2 separate regions of the Gossypium hirsutum genome follow, and region 2 is linked to region 1. Evidence: chromatin contacts called from public Hi-C data. All regions are on one chromosome and are shown on one strand. The core of a region is the stretch at or near the end of the contact, and the rest is flanking DNA. Distances in the headings are between cores, read along the strand shown. Region 1 holds the start of LOC107960072 (putative zinc finger protein At1g68190). Region 2 holds the start of LOC107960070 (lipid phosphate phosphatase 2).

Evidence for each region. Hi-C and Micro-C count contacts between places; a contact is called where the count stands out from the background.
Region 2: a Hi-C map of petal shows a contact between it and region 1, with 7 times the contacts expected there. The contact joins the promoter of LOC107960070 here to the promoter of LOC107960072 in region 1. A contact is called at or near these places in 3 of 34 Hi-C or Micro-C datasets (leaf and petal).

What each region holds. Positions count from the first base shown.
Region 1 is chrA05:55,648,365-55,654,654 of Gossypium_hirsutum_v2.1, forward strand. It overlaps LOC107960072 (putative zinc finger protein At1g68190), which reads right to left and starts at 3,910. Exons shown (of 4, transcript XM_041112619.1): 1 at 3,392-3,910; 2 at 1,489-1,818; 3 at 855-1,079. The coding sequence starts at 3,910.
Region 2 is chrA05:55,900,269-55,906,558 of Gossypium_hirsutum_v2.1, forward strand. LOC107960070 (lipid phosphate phosphatase 2) reads right to left here and starts at 2,548. Exons shown (of 9, transcript XM_016896277.2): 1 at 2,241-2,548; 2 at 1,617-1,739; 3 at 71-291. The coding sequence starts at 1,650.

The sequences.
Region 1 (6,290 bases), core at 2,660-5,159:
GTAAAGGATCTTGGGCTGACTACTCCCCTTCAACCTCTCATTCTACAATCCTACTTGAATTAAACCAAACAAATCCCAACCTCTCATGGCTCTTCACATACCACCATGTGAATCGTCACTTAAGCCTCCAACCTCCCTTTTCCTCAAATCATTTAAAGATAATGGAACTCACAAATAAAAGGTTTAAAGCTATCCTACACGAACTTAGATAAGTTCTAACATAACCTTTTTTTAGTACAACGAAGATTCGAACCCAACCCAAACTATTACCGGGAAAGTTGAACACTAGGCCAATAGGCCACAACTTGGGGTTTGACATAACTATTTTTTATATTCTCTAAGTTTTTCTATGTATTTAAAAGTTTAGAGTACTGTTTCTTCATACATGCATACATCCAAATATGTGTCGAACATGAATGTCAACTATGAATACTTTAAGAAAAGGGAAGAATATGTTTAAGTACTAATTTAACCATGACTATCTAGCTAGACAAAAATTTCAAATTATTTTGAAAAACTATAACATTATCACTAACATAATACATAAATTATTTATTGATATTTTTTTCTGATTATGTTCATTTGGAACTTATAAAGCATAAAAACCTCTCTGTCAAGGGATTTTCTAAGTGTTGAACATGATTCTGAAATTACTAAAAATGTGTTGAACCAAAAAAAAAAAAAAAGATTAGGTCAAAACAATGTCAAGACACAACTTGACACATCCAGTACTGATTTGGTTTTAAAGGGTTCTTTTAATGTTCAAGTGCACAAATATCCAAACACAAGTCTCCTACCAGAATATTTGTATTATAAAATCGGAAGATTCAAAAAAAGAAAGCCACGATCCTAACCTCCATTGATATGGCATTAACATTATTGGAGTTGTTGAAGGCCTTCTTCTCCATAGATGAGCTTGGAACATCTTTACTAGCAAGCGGTCCCCTGGTCGGGTGTTGATCAACACCAAAAAGGTCTTCAAAGTTGCGGAAAGATAAATCAATATCAGGTATGTTAAAATCATCTTGGCAAAATGTGTCTTCACAAACTCCAAGATCTTGCATATTTTGGGACCATAACTGTGGAATTCAATTATGAAACACTGTTAACTTCAAAGACCCATCATTCTCAAATAATTAAGTAGCCATTCCTAATTTCCTAAAATATAAGTTAAACGCCCGGCTATGAGAATTATCAGGCATGTTACACAGACTCAAGCTCTAGATAAGGTATGTGTTTGAACGAAGAAAACAAAGAATCCAGATAGCATCATATCCTATCACAAACACAAATATCATATATTGATACATCAGGAAAAATATTAAGTTCTATCAATTATGTATGGCCTATGCAATTGCCAGCCATAAAAGAAGTTTTCTATCCTCAGAGAACCCTACGTTCAATCAATTATGAATTAAACATGAGTAGTGATCTACGGTTAATAATTAACCATCTATTTCAATGACTTGTGTGATCAGTGGAACAAACCTGACTATTGCGGATTGGACTTTTACATTGCCAAATAGATTCTCCGTAAAAAGGCATCCCGGAAGTTGAAGACGACAATAGGTTCTCCATATCCGTATTTAGCTCCTCGAGCGGATTGTCACTTTGGTGGATATTTGTATCAGTATCTTGGACTAGATTACTATCATCGTTTTTTGAAGAGTTGCATATTGAAGAAGATGTGTCTGCTTGTTCTAGGCTACAATTGAGAGGCAAATGGCAATCTCCCTCAGTGAGCTGAAATTTTTTCAGGTCAATAATCTGTTGTAGAATCAGTGAAGTATTTTTCAATTGCTGAACTCTGCTAATAACCTGCAATAACAATAACAAGAGCACAATAAAGAGGTTAATAATCTCTCCTTAGCCCTCAGGAACTATGAAGTGTGTTATTAATCTATATTATATATGCCCTGAAGAGCAAACTCTTAGTGTCAAAAGGAGTTCCAAGTTTGAAATGACCTAATTCATCGTGGTTTTAAGTCATCCGATTACATTTCAAAACTACAGATTACTATTGGTTTTAATATCCATTACATTCGTTTACCCAGGCTATGTTACTCGGACATAGGTGTATGTCAAAGATGGTTACGTGTTTGATAGGAATGTGTTTAGTTTTTTCTAAGTTTTTCCATATATTGGAGATTCCTTGGAAGCTCATATCCAAAATTCATTGGATGCGGGTACATCAAGAAAAATGAAGAGTTGGAAGAAGATAGTATCCTGGAACATGTCTTAGGTAGAAATGAAGAATCTATTGCACATCCAAAATTCTACAAAAAAAGCCCGGTAGATTAAACATTTTACAGATGGAAAGACCACCATGTGGAAGAAAAGAAAAGGAGATTTGAAAATGAAGAGTAGTAGTTAAAAGAAATGCAATGCAGTGCATTGCTCTTGGGCTGAATAGTTCTGTTATATGGTGTATCAAGTATTCATAGGACTTCAGATACTAATGTGTGTGTATTTATCTCTTAAAATGAAGAGCTATCATCCTTGCACCAATAACTAAGCAGCAGCAGAGTATAATATCACTAATTAGTTTCAGTAGGTTAGGAAAAGGAGTCACTCCTGGTGCTATCAAATGACAGGCAGCTCCATTCAGGTAATTTGCTCTGTCTTCATTTTAATTAAAAAACATGTGTCCAATACTAGTATCTAACACATATTAGGATATGGGTATAGAGACATTTCCTCCAAGGACCCTCCAAATACATGAAAAAACTTATAGAAAATTGAACCTACCCCTTTCAGACGAATACCTGAATCTGACAGTCACACCTAGGTCCGAGTAACTTACGCTTTCAGTTCACTGATCAAATAACCTGATTTTCTGATTGACTGACATATCGATGTTAACTAGGGCCTAAGTAGGCAGGTGAGAACCCTTAAGAAACTTGAGTCATTATTTTAAAACACATCTTTCTAGTGATTCTTTTTTTAGATGACAGGGTTGTATTATTTAAGCATGGTTTTAGGTACAATATAATGCATTTAGCATAATTTTTCATTTTAGGCAGGACAACTGGTGAACTTCAGGCAATCTAATTTCAGGTACAATACAAGGATATGTTCAGATTTTCTTTTTTTCTTACGTTTTTCCATGTATTTGGAGATACATAGAGAGGGTCATCTCCAAATACTCATTCGAACATCTTTTGGACATGAATACATCAAGAAAAATGAGGAGTCAAAGCAACAAAGTTTAGAACGGCTTACCGTAGGTTACTTAAGTTTGCTGCATATTACTGGGATCATGGTCACAAATTGTCAATAAAAATGTCAACGGTGCATGCATAGCCATAGCTGATTATAAATATAAGAATTCAAGAGAAATGTAAACAAATCACCAAGCTCTACTTGCTAGTAAATGCTACCATGAATTAACCTTGGTTCGTTGACAGTTTGATCCAGAGTTGTGTCCTGCAGCAGCGAGAGAAGTCATGCCGGATTTACTCAAAGAGACTCCGGCTCCCAAAGAAGACTGCCTTAAGTTCCCAGGTTCAACTGCTATGGGATTCATAGAAATACATGAATTGGACAAAGCCTGGTCTTGAGTAGCATTGTTATCCAATTCATTCAATTCAAAACCCCACAATGCTGCAAAATCCTTAGCCGAAGGGCACCCCAAATAGCTACTAACTGCTCGTCTCTGGTGGAGGTGGTGAGAAGAAACATCATGGACACTTTGGTCACAAACACGACACAAGAACATTCTGTGATTGAAACAACAAACATGTGATGGACGGTGCCGGCACAAGTCACAGAGGAGGGTACGAAGATGCCGGTTTGAAAGTGCATTGGCCGAATGGACCTTCGCGTCGCAAGAAAGGCACAGGTGCGCTGCATCAGACTTGCAATAAACAACTGGTCTTGAAGTTGTGCAGAACTCACAGCTTTTCTCCATTTCAAAGCTCCAAAATTCAAAAAATGTATTCTGGTATGTATATATATTCAAATCGTCAATTCAAATTCATGAGCTTGATAATGAAGAAAAATAGCATATTCTTTTAACGAAGAAATCTCCAACTTCACTTTCAGGATCTACAAAAGTTTATAATAAATACTGAGAAATCTAGAATATATATGTTGGTTGGAGTTCAATTTTGTGTGCGTGTTTGAAGTACTTGAATTTGTATCCAAACATAGGTGTGCGAATATGATCCTCCAAAGACTCTTAAGTAAATAAAAATCTTGAAATAAAATCAAATTTATTCATGTTCGACGGTGTGAATATGGAATCTGATTTAGAGATCAAAGGCACCTTACAAGCTTACACAGTATACAGAAAATTCGATTTTCTTAACGAAAAGGAACGAAAGAACCCTTAATTTCTATCAGTTCTAACTGCAAAAGGAAAAAATAAATAAATAAATAAAAATCAGTAATATGACAAATTCAGCAGAATTATTCTTTCATGCAACTCCATTTTTTTTTTGTCCGTGTTAAGAAATCTCCACAGCCAAGTAACTTCTAACAAAAATTGAAAAAGAAACAATCAAAATATAAATAAACCTCAGATATAACACTATACATCTATTCAGCTGATCGATTACACAAAAGAGATCTAAGAAACAAAGATCCAAAATTCAACAAATCCAATATGAACGATATATACCTTTGTGTTTGTTTCCCGAGAAAAACAAACAAAGCATGAAAGTTTTAAAAAGAAATCCAAGAACGTTCTGAATAAAATAGAAAAAGAAAACTGTGAGCTTTTTTATTGAGTTCTCATTTATCTTCACATTTCTTTCTCTATTTTCCCTTTGCTCGCTCTTTTCATTCAATTATCTATCCCTTGTGCCTTGTTTGGCTGACTTGTGCAGCGAAAGCGTGAACTTTATGCTGACGTGGAACTAACACGTTGCCCTTTGTGGGACCCGCCAACGTTATCCATTGTGCCTGTGAAACTGTTTCGTTTGGCGTTTCAGTTCTCTCATATCAAGTGATCCAGAAGTTTACCCGCCACACCAATAGCCCCTCGCCACGTTGTCGAACGGTTGCTATGAATGACGGCTGCAACCTACACAACCATTAATTATGTTCATCCAATAAAAGAAGTGTCAAAACTCTGAAAATTAATCCTTTATTCAACATGGCCAAGTACAAAAATTTACTTTTGATCCGCAAGCTTTTACTAATGTTTCTTTTTCGTCCACCACTTGCATAAAACTTATATTTATCATCACAATATTTATTACTGTTTTATTTTCATCCATATTCTTCTAAACGATTTTTATATTCATCCATTTTCTATCAAAAAAATAAAAATTAACAAAAATATCAGTTTAGCCACCTGAAATAAAATTTAAATATTTATGAGATTCATGTATATCTATATTTTTTAAATTAATTAAATTTTCTTCAAATTACTTTTAAAAAGCTCATTTATTCTTTTTTTTTAAATTTTCTCCCGAATCTCTTATTTTTTTGATATCTTGTTTATGTAGCTTAATGCCTTTAAAATTAGTTTTTTATATTCAACTTCTCAACTCTTTCATATTATTAATATCATTTTTTTTATTTTCTCATAAAAATAATTATATTCAAATAAAGTAAATGGGTTAATTTTTGTTTTCAAACACAAAAGGTAATTGATGAAAATTAGATATTAGTAAAGCTCATGGATAAAAGTGAAATACTAATGAGAGGTTAAGGATGATAAATGTAAAATTTAAAAGTAATGTATGAAAATTGAATTAAATAAAGTTTTGCTAGAAATGTTCATGAATGATAATAAATTTTATTATTTTCTAAAACAATATGAAATAAATTAATATTTTTAAATAAATACGATTTTAAATTTCTAAGCAATAAAATTTTTTGAAGTTTTTTTTCAAATATAGTCCTTAGTTTCCATATATACAATAATTAATTTGTTAGTTTTCAATATGTGCAGCTAAAAGTGCTTGTTTCCATTTTGGGTCAATATATTACTTAAGGGTAAGTAAAATTTGATTTGACTCAAAAAAATAGAAAAGAGTTTGAATTTTGAATTATTCGAATTGAGTTAATCGAATCAACTTGATTTTTTTTTCAATTCGAGTCGAGTTGAGTTTTCGAATTTGAATAACGTAAATAATTCAAATAAATCGAATATCAAACTATAATATTTTAAACTTTAAATTTATATTATTAATTAGTCTATTTATTTTACATTTTTACCCCCAACCCTTTTACTTTTCCCAAAACCTTTAACTACCCCAGCCTCCCTTTACCCCCAAATCAAAATCCTCCCCAAAAAAACCCTAAATGTTCCCCCAATCTTCTCCTTCATCAGCTCCCCC
Region 2 (6,290 bases), core at 1,298-3,797, 250 kb after region 1:
TGAATCAGAACAAATTCTCCTGCCAGAAAGTAATTCTAGTATGACAGTATATCTCAAAGCTAGAACATACAGGAACGGCCCAAAAGGGAACGGTATTGTCTTTCATTGGGTATTTCAGATCAGTCATCATATCCTCTCCGACAAAGCGGTGAAATGGTTCTATAACATTTAAAATGACCTCTATCACAATGAGAAGCAAAAGAATGATCCAGTCATGCATGTGAGTCCTTGCAACTTTAACCCCATGAGACCTTACAGTATGAGCACCCAACTGAATCTCTGGCATCCTCACTGATTTTAGAACATATAGAAAAGGTTAATAAATGAAAACAAAAATAAACTGATGTGCGATGAAAAAGAGAGAGGATGATACTGAAATACAGTTAAGACTACAATTACCAAGACAGCAAACAAGAAAAAAGGGATCATGAGCATGAGTCACAATAATAGGATAACCGCACACTAAAAACTAGCTACAACAACGAAATAAAATGCTAATTTTGCAGGAAGTAAAGGTCAAATAATGTAAAAGTATGTCATAGAATCTTATAATAGTAATAGATGAGTTGGGACATGGTAAAGAAGCAAAATTCATAATTTAAAGTACAAAGAGGGTATATAAATCAAATTAAAGCAAAACAAACTTATTTAAATCAAAGGAGAACAAAGGGGGTAAAGGCCTTTGTTTTCCCTATGCCTCCACTCACTAGTTGTAACATGAATTTTCTAGGGTGCACAAAGCAATCTTGTTGAGTGGAAGTATGATATCCGTAGAAGATCATGACGAACTAAAGGAGGGATATGATATCCGTAGAAGATCATGAAGAACTAAAGGAGGGATTGTTTCATAAAATAAACCATAGAATCTTATAATATGTAATAGATGCATTGTAACCTGGTAAAGAAGCAAAATTCATAATTTATAGTATATCAGGAAAAATTAGAATCGAAGGAAAAAGAAGAGAAAAAAATAAACCCTTTGTTTTCCTTCTTCCAATGCTCCTGGTGCACTCACTAACTGTAACAAGAAATTTTCTAGGGTGGACAAAGCAAATTTTTCCAGTGGATGTATAGTATCTCCATAAGATGATGAATAAGTGAAGGACAGACAGTTTCACAGAAAACATAATTCACTATGGGGACAAAACTAATCATCAGGGGCCCAACCTAGACAGCTAACAAATCACTACAGCTTTGCTTTCGCACAGATGGGTCAAGGACCTCAAACCACATGAGAATTGCAGTGCAGATGAGAAATCAAGTGCAACTCCACGAAATTCATTCTTGTCTCGGTACTAATAGAACTAAATCATGCAGACTGACAAAATATTCATATTGCTCCAACTCTTCTTTTTTTTTAAAGTGCTGTGTCCGACAATCATATCCAACGCATATCTGTACATAGGTATGAGGATAAACTTCAAAATTTTTTGAAGATAGCCAAGTTGAACAAATACCCATAACCAACGACACCAGAATCCAAGTAACATAGAAAGATGCACAGGCAATGCTTATCTAAATGCTAAAGTTGCAAACGCAACATTTATCTAAACGTAAAAGTAGCCTCCGCAACGAGTTCAACAAAGGGTGTTTCAGCAGAGTTCAATGTTGGTTACTTTGGTTTAACAAAGGGCACTCCGCTTCAGACATTTCTACAAATCGGTGTTCCTCATAAAAAAAACCTTCACAAATCCAAAGCTGTGCTAATTGGAGAAAACATCATTATCCTGCAAAGTAGACTATACAACAACAGGCATATCTTCATCAGCTATTGAAAATATAAAATCAAAGCTTCTGACTTCATCTAAACCCCTTCCTTATCAATAAAAATTGAAATCAGTTAGCCAAATGAAGCCTGTTTCGAAAGGTTCGTAAAATTTTAATAAAAGTTGCGGATTCAATTCCAGAACGAACATCAACAAATACCAAGGGAAAAAAAAAGAACATCAAGCGGAATCTTGTTCAAGCAGTTCTATCGTATATGCTCTTTTTTCTTATTTTTCCGAACCAAAAGATTTGGAAAGAAAATCCAAAACAAGAAAAAAAAAACTAACACCTTCTCGCACTGAACTGTCTTCAATCCAGAGAAGTAAAACAAGCAAAACTCGTTTTTTTTTTTACCTTCGTCTTTCCCTTTATTTACCTCGATTTAGCAGAAAAAAAAACTTACTAAAAAGAAGAGGAAAACTGAAGTAAAAGTAAGTTGATCGATCAGAAAGTGTGGGAGAGTATGAACTAACCGTCAGAAAATTTGAACTTCGTCTGAGAATAATGATCGGATCGAAGTAATGAACGGAGTTTTTCAGTCAACAGCGAACTAAAAAGCGCGTTATATTCTCTTTTTTCCTCTGTTTTCTCGAAGCATTAAAATTTGAATCGCGTTGAATATTTATGGCATGCGAAAAAAGGATTTTCCTTTTCTGAAAAGAAAATCGCGTCAAATTCGAGGAGGAACCGATGGGGATGGAGCGGCACTTTTTTAATTTGTTTTATAAATATTGAAGTTGGTGAACCGACAGACAGTGACAAAATTACAACACGAAAAATCAAATCAAAGCCGAAAATAGGTCATTTATTGAGTTATTTATTGGATTAGGTATTTTCTATAAAAATGCATCCACGTCGACACGATTTCAAAGAATATGTCAACAAAGTACTTCTTTGGAGGAGTTTTTTGTCATGTCAGCAAAAATTTTGTTCTCGTGAACGTGTTTTGTTGATATAGCAAAAAGACTTTCCAAATACACGTTTTGGCCTAAGTTTAAATTTTTTAAAAAAATTATTTTTTAAATATTATAAAAATAGACCAATTTTTTAAAAATTTATAAGAATAAACCTTATAAAAGGCTTAAACTGACAACACTCTTTTTTTTTAAGGTTTTATCAATTAATATGGAAATGAAACTTACAAAACAAATCTTTATATAGATTCAAAGTCTCATTTCCCTTGTAGCAATGTGGGATATTAAATATGTGTATATATAGACTCATGAATAAGTTTGCAGCTTGTTCCTAAACAATGTGGGATTCTTTCATCTTTTAACTAACAACATAAGACTAAATGCTACACTATATTTTATAATTTTTTTATAAAACAATTTCTATTTTTTTATATTTTGTTAACATTTTCTCATATAATAAAATTATCTTTTGAGCTATTTAATCTTGTTGCATTTTAGAATTGTTAACATATACAAAATAACTATTAAAAAAAGAGAACGAATTGCACATATGAAACTTGTACATGCAATAATATTCTATTCAACTTTAAATGTTTGAAGTTAATACCAATGCAATTCTAATTTTTAAAATAATTTTCCATTATTTAAATTTAAAAGTTATACTTTTAATTTTTTTAACTTTATTTTTTATTTTATATTATGAATGTTTGACTAATAAATAAATGGTGAGTATTTGGCACTCAAATAGTATTTTTTTGTAATTTAAAAAATTGATATATATATTTTTAAATATTTACTTATTTTTAATATTTTACTATACTAATTAAATTTTTTAATTCTAATTTTAATTTAATTTTCATCACCTAATGAATCTAATAAATTTATTTTAGATGTATTTTGACTAGATAGATAATTTATTTAAACATAGTATATAATTATGTTAAATAAGTTTTTTTATAAAAATATATAATATACATAAAATATAATAATTATTTTTCATATTTTTATATCTAGATTAAATACATTAGTAGTCACTTAACTATGATTTTTTAGCTATCGAATTATAAAAACTTACAAAATGATCACTCAACTATTAGTAATTTCTTAAATATTTATTTTTAATATTTTACCATAATCATTTTATATTTGATAATTTTTTTACTTATAGAGTTTAAATTTTTTATTTATAATGTAATAAATGTTAACTTTTTGTAAAAAAATTTAAACTCTAAGTAAAAAAATATAAAATATAGTGTAACTTTTAATCTCATGTTGTTAGTTAAAAGAGGAAGGAATCCCACATTGTTTAGGAACAAGCTGCAAACCTATTCATAAGTTTATATATACATATATCTCATATCCCACGTTGCTTAAGAAAATAAGAGAAATGAGACTTTGAGTCTATATAAAGATTTGTTTTTTAAGTTTTGTTTTCATATTAATTGGTAACACTTAAAAAAAAAGTGGTGTTATCACTTTGAGTCTTTTTTGAGGTTTATGCTTGTAAATTTTCAAAAAAATTGGTCTATTTTTATAATGTTTAAAAAATGACCTTTTTGAAAATTTATACTCGGGCTAAAACGCTTTCTTGGGGGGAGCTGTTCATGTCAGCAAAAAGCGCACCAAGGACGCGTTTTTTGCTGCATGGACAAAACGCTCCTCTAGGGAAGCGTTTTGTTGACGTGGACACTAAAGCGCGTTGACATGGATGCGTTTTCATGGAAAACGCCCTAATCCGGTAAATAATCCAATAAACGGCCTATTTCTGTAATTATATTTTTTAAAGAGCCTTTTTGTATCAAATGCCCCGAAAATATTATTACATAAAAAGTGAAAAATAAAAATAAACTATGTCTATGTATTTATTGTTTTTTAATTGACAGATGAAATGATAATTGATACAAACTTGAATAATATTAAAATTAACAATTATTGTTGTATTGATAATTTGATTAATATCGGAACTAGTGAGATTTTTTTAATATATTAACTACAACATAAATATACTCAAATTATTATAATACGATAGTAGAATTAAATAATTACAACAACAAATGAATTAGGCTAATTTGAATACCCATGTATATAATTGCGTATGCTAAATTTTGAATTTGGATATTTAAGCTCTATCTTATAAAAACTAGGTTTTGGGTCATTTTCAAATACTTTAATGATAACTGTTTGTGCATAATTTGTACTTATGGTTTTAGTTATACTCATGATATTAAAATTTAACTATTTATAAATATAACAAAAATACAAATAGATTTTATAAAATACTAAAATGAAAGATTTGTACAATGTGGTGCCCAAGTTTAGTTGGAATGATCCGATTCAAATCCAAAACGTTACATTGGCCACTTACGTAATTTTTCTTACCGGTCATTTAAACACACCATAAAATTACAGTTCGCACTACACAATAGTCATGCAACATACATGCATAAACATCAATCATATAATTCAGGGTAAACATGTAAACTCTAAATCATGCTTCCGCAGCACTACTCTAATCAAAATTACATTAGAGGTAAATACTTCATTTAACATGCATCATACGAAACATTCATAAATTCCCAACTTTACTATACATACAGATCATAACATTTATTTTAAGATAGTATTTGAAAGAAACGATTCAAAACAACAAGCAAATCTCTTTTAATTTCGAAATAAAGGTTTAAAGACTAAATCATAAAGTTGTCAATCAAAATAATAACTATTGGTGCATAATTTCTACTTATGATTTTAGTTATATTTGAAAAATAAATTTTTCAATTAAAATGGATAGTTTTAATCATTTATAAATATAATATATTATAAAATATATTTATACTGAATATATTTATTAAAAGTTTATAAAAAAATAAATGAAGGATTATGAGCTCAAATTCAAACTTTAGTACATGTAGGTTTTTAATGATTTAATATAAAAATATAAAATAATAACATCATCATAATAAAATAATTTATTTTATAAAAAGTTATTTTACATCCGAATTAAAAATACAGTTAATAGTAATACTAACCTAATTAATGTTTAAATATAGTAAAGATAATACAATAAATAATTTGAATATAATATAAATATGAACATCCCAATATTCATAGATTACAAATTATATAATATAATAAAATATATAATCTTTTTAAATTTATTTTAAACTCTTTGGCAAAAGAAAATTATTTTAAACTTCATGATGATATTAACTAATTGAGGATTCATAAAAAAAATTTATACATATTTGTAGAATTATATTTAAAAAAGCTGAAAATATTTAAAACATGTCACAATCTATTAGCATTATTTGTAACTTTTTTTTTCAATTGAGCATAGTTGATAAAGTTGGATATATAATGTTATCCCTAATTTCTTAAATGCTTTGATATAATAAAGTTAAATTATAAATTCTTTTTAAATTCATAATTAATTGATATAAAGCTCTTAATATTATTTTAAAAGTGTTTAGAAACTTAAAATTACAAAATGCTTTTAAAAAACATTGATTCAAAACAAATTTTATAATTTTGGGAGACTTCTATCCATACAAGTGCATAGAAGTATTGATAGAACCAAGTCAGTGAGCACTCCAAGAATTCTTCCAGACT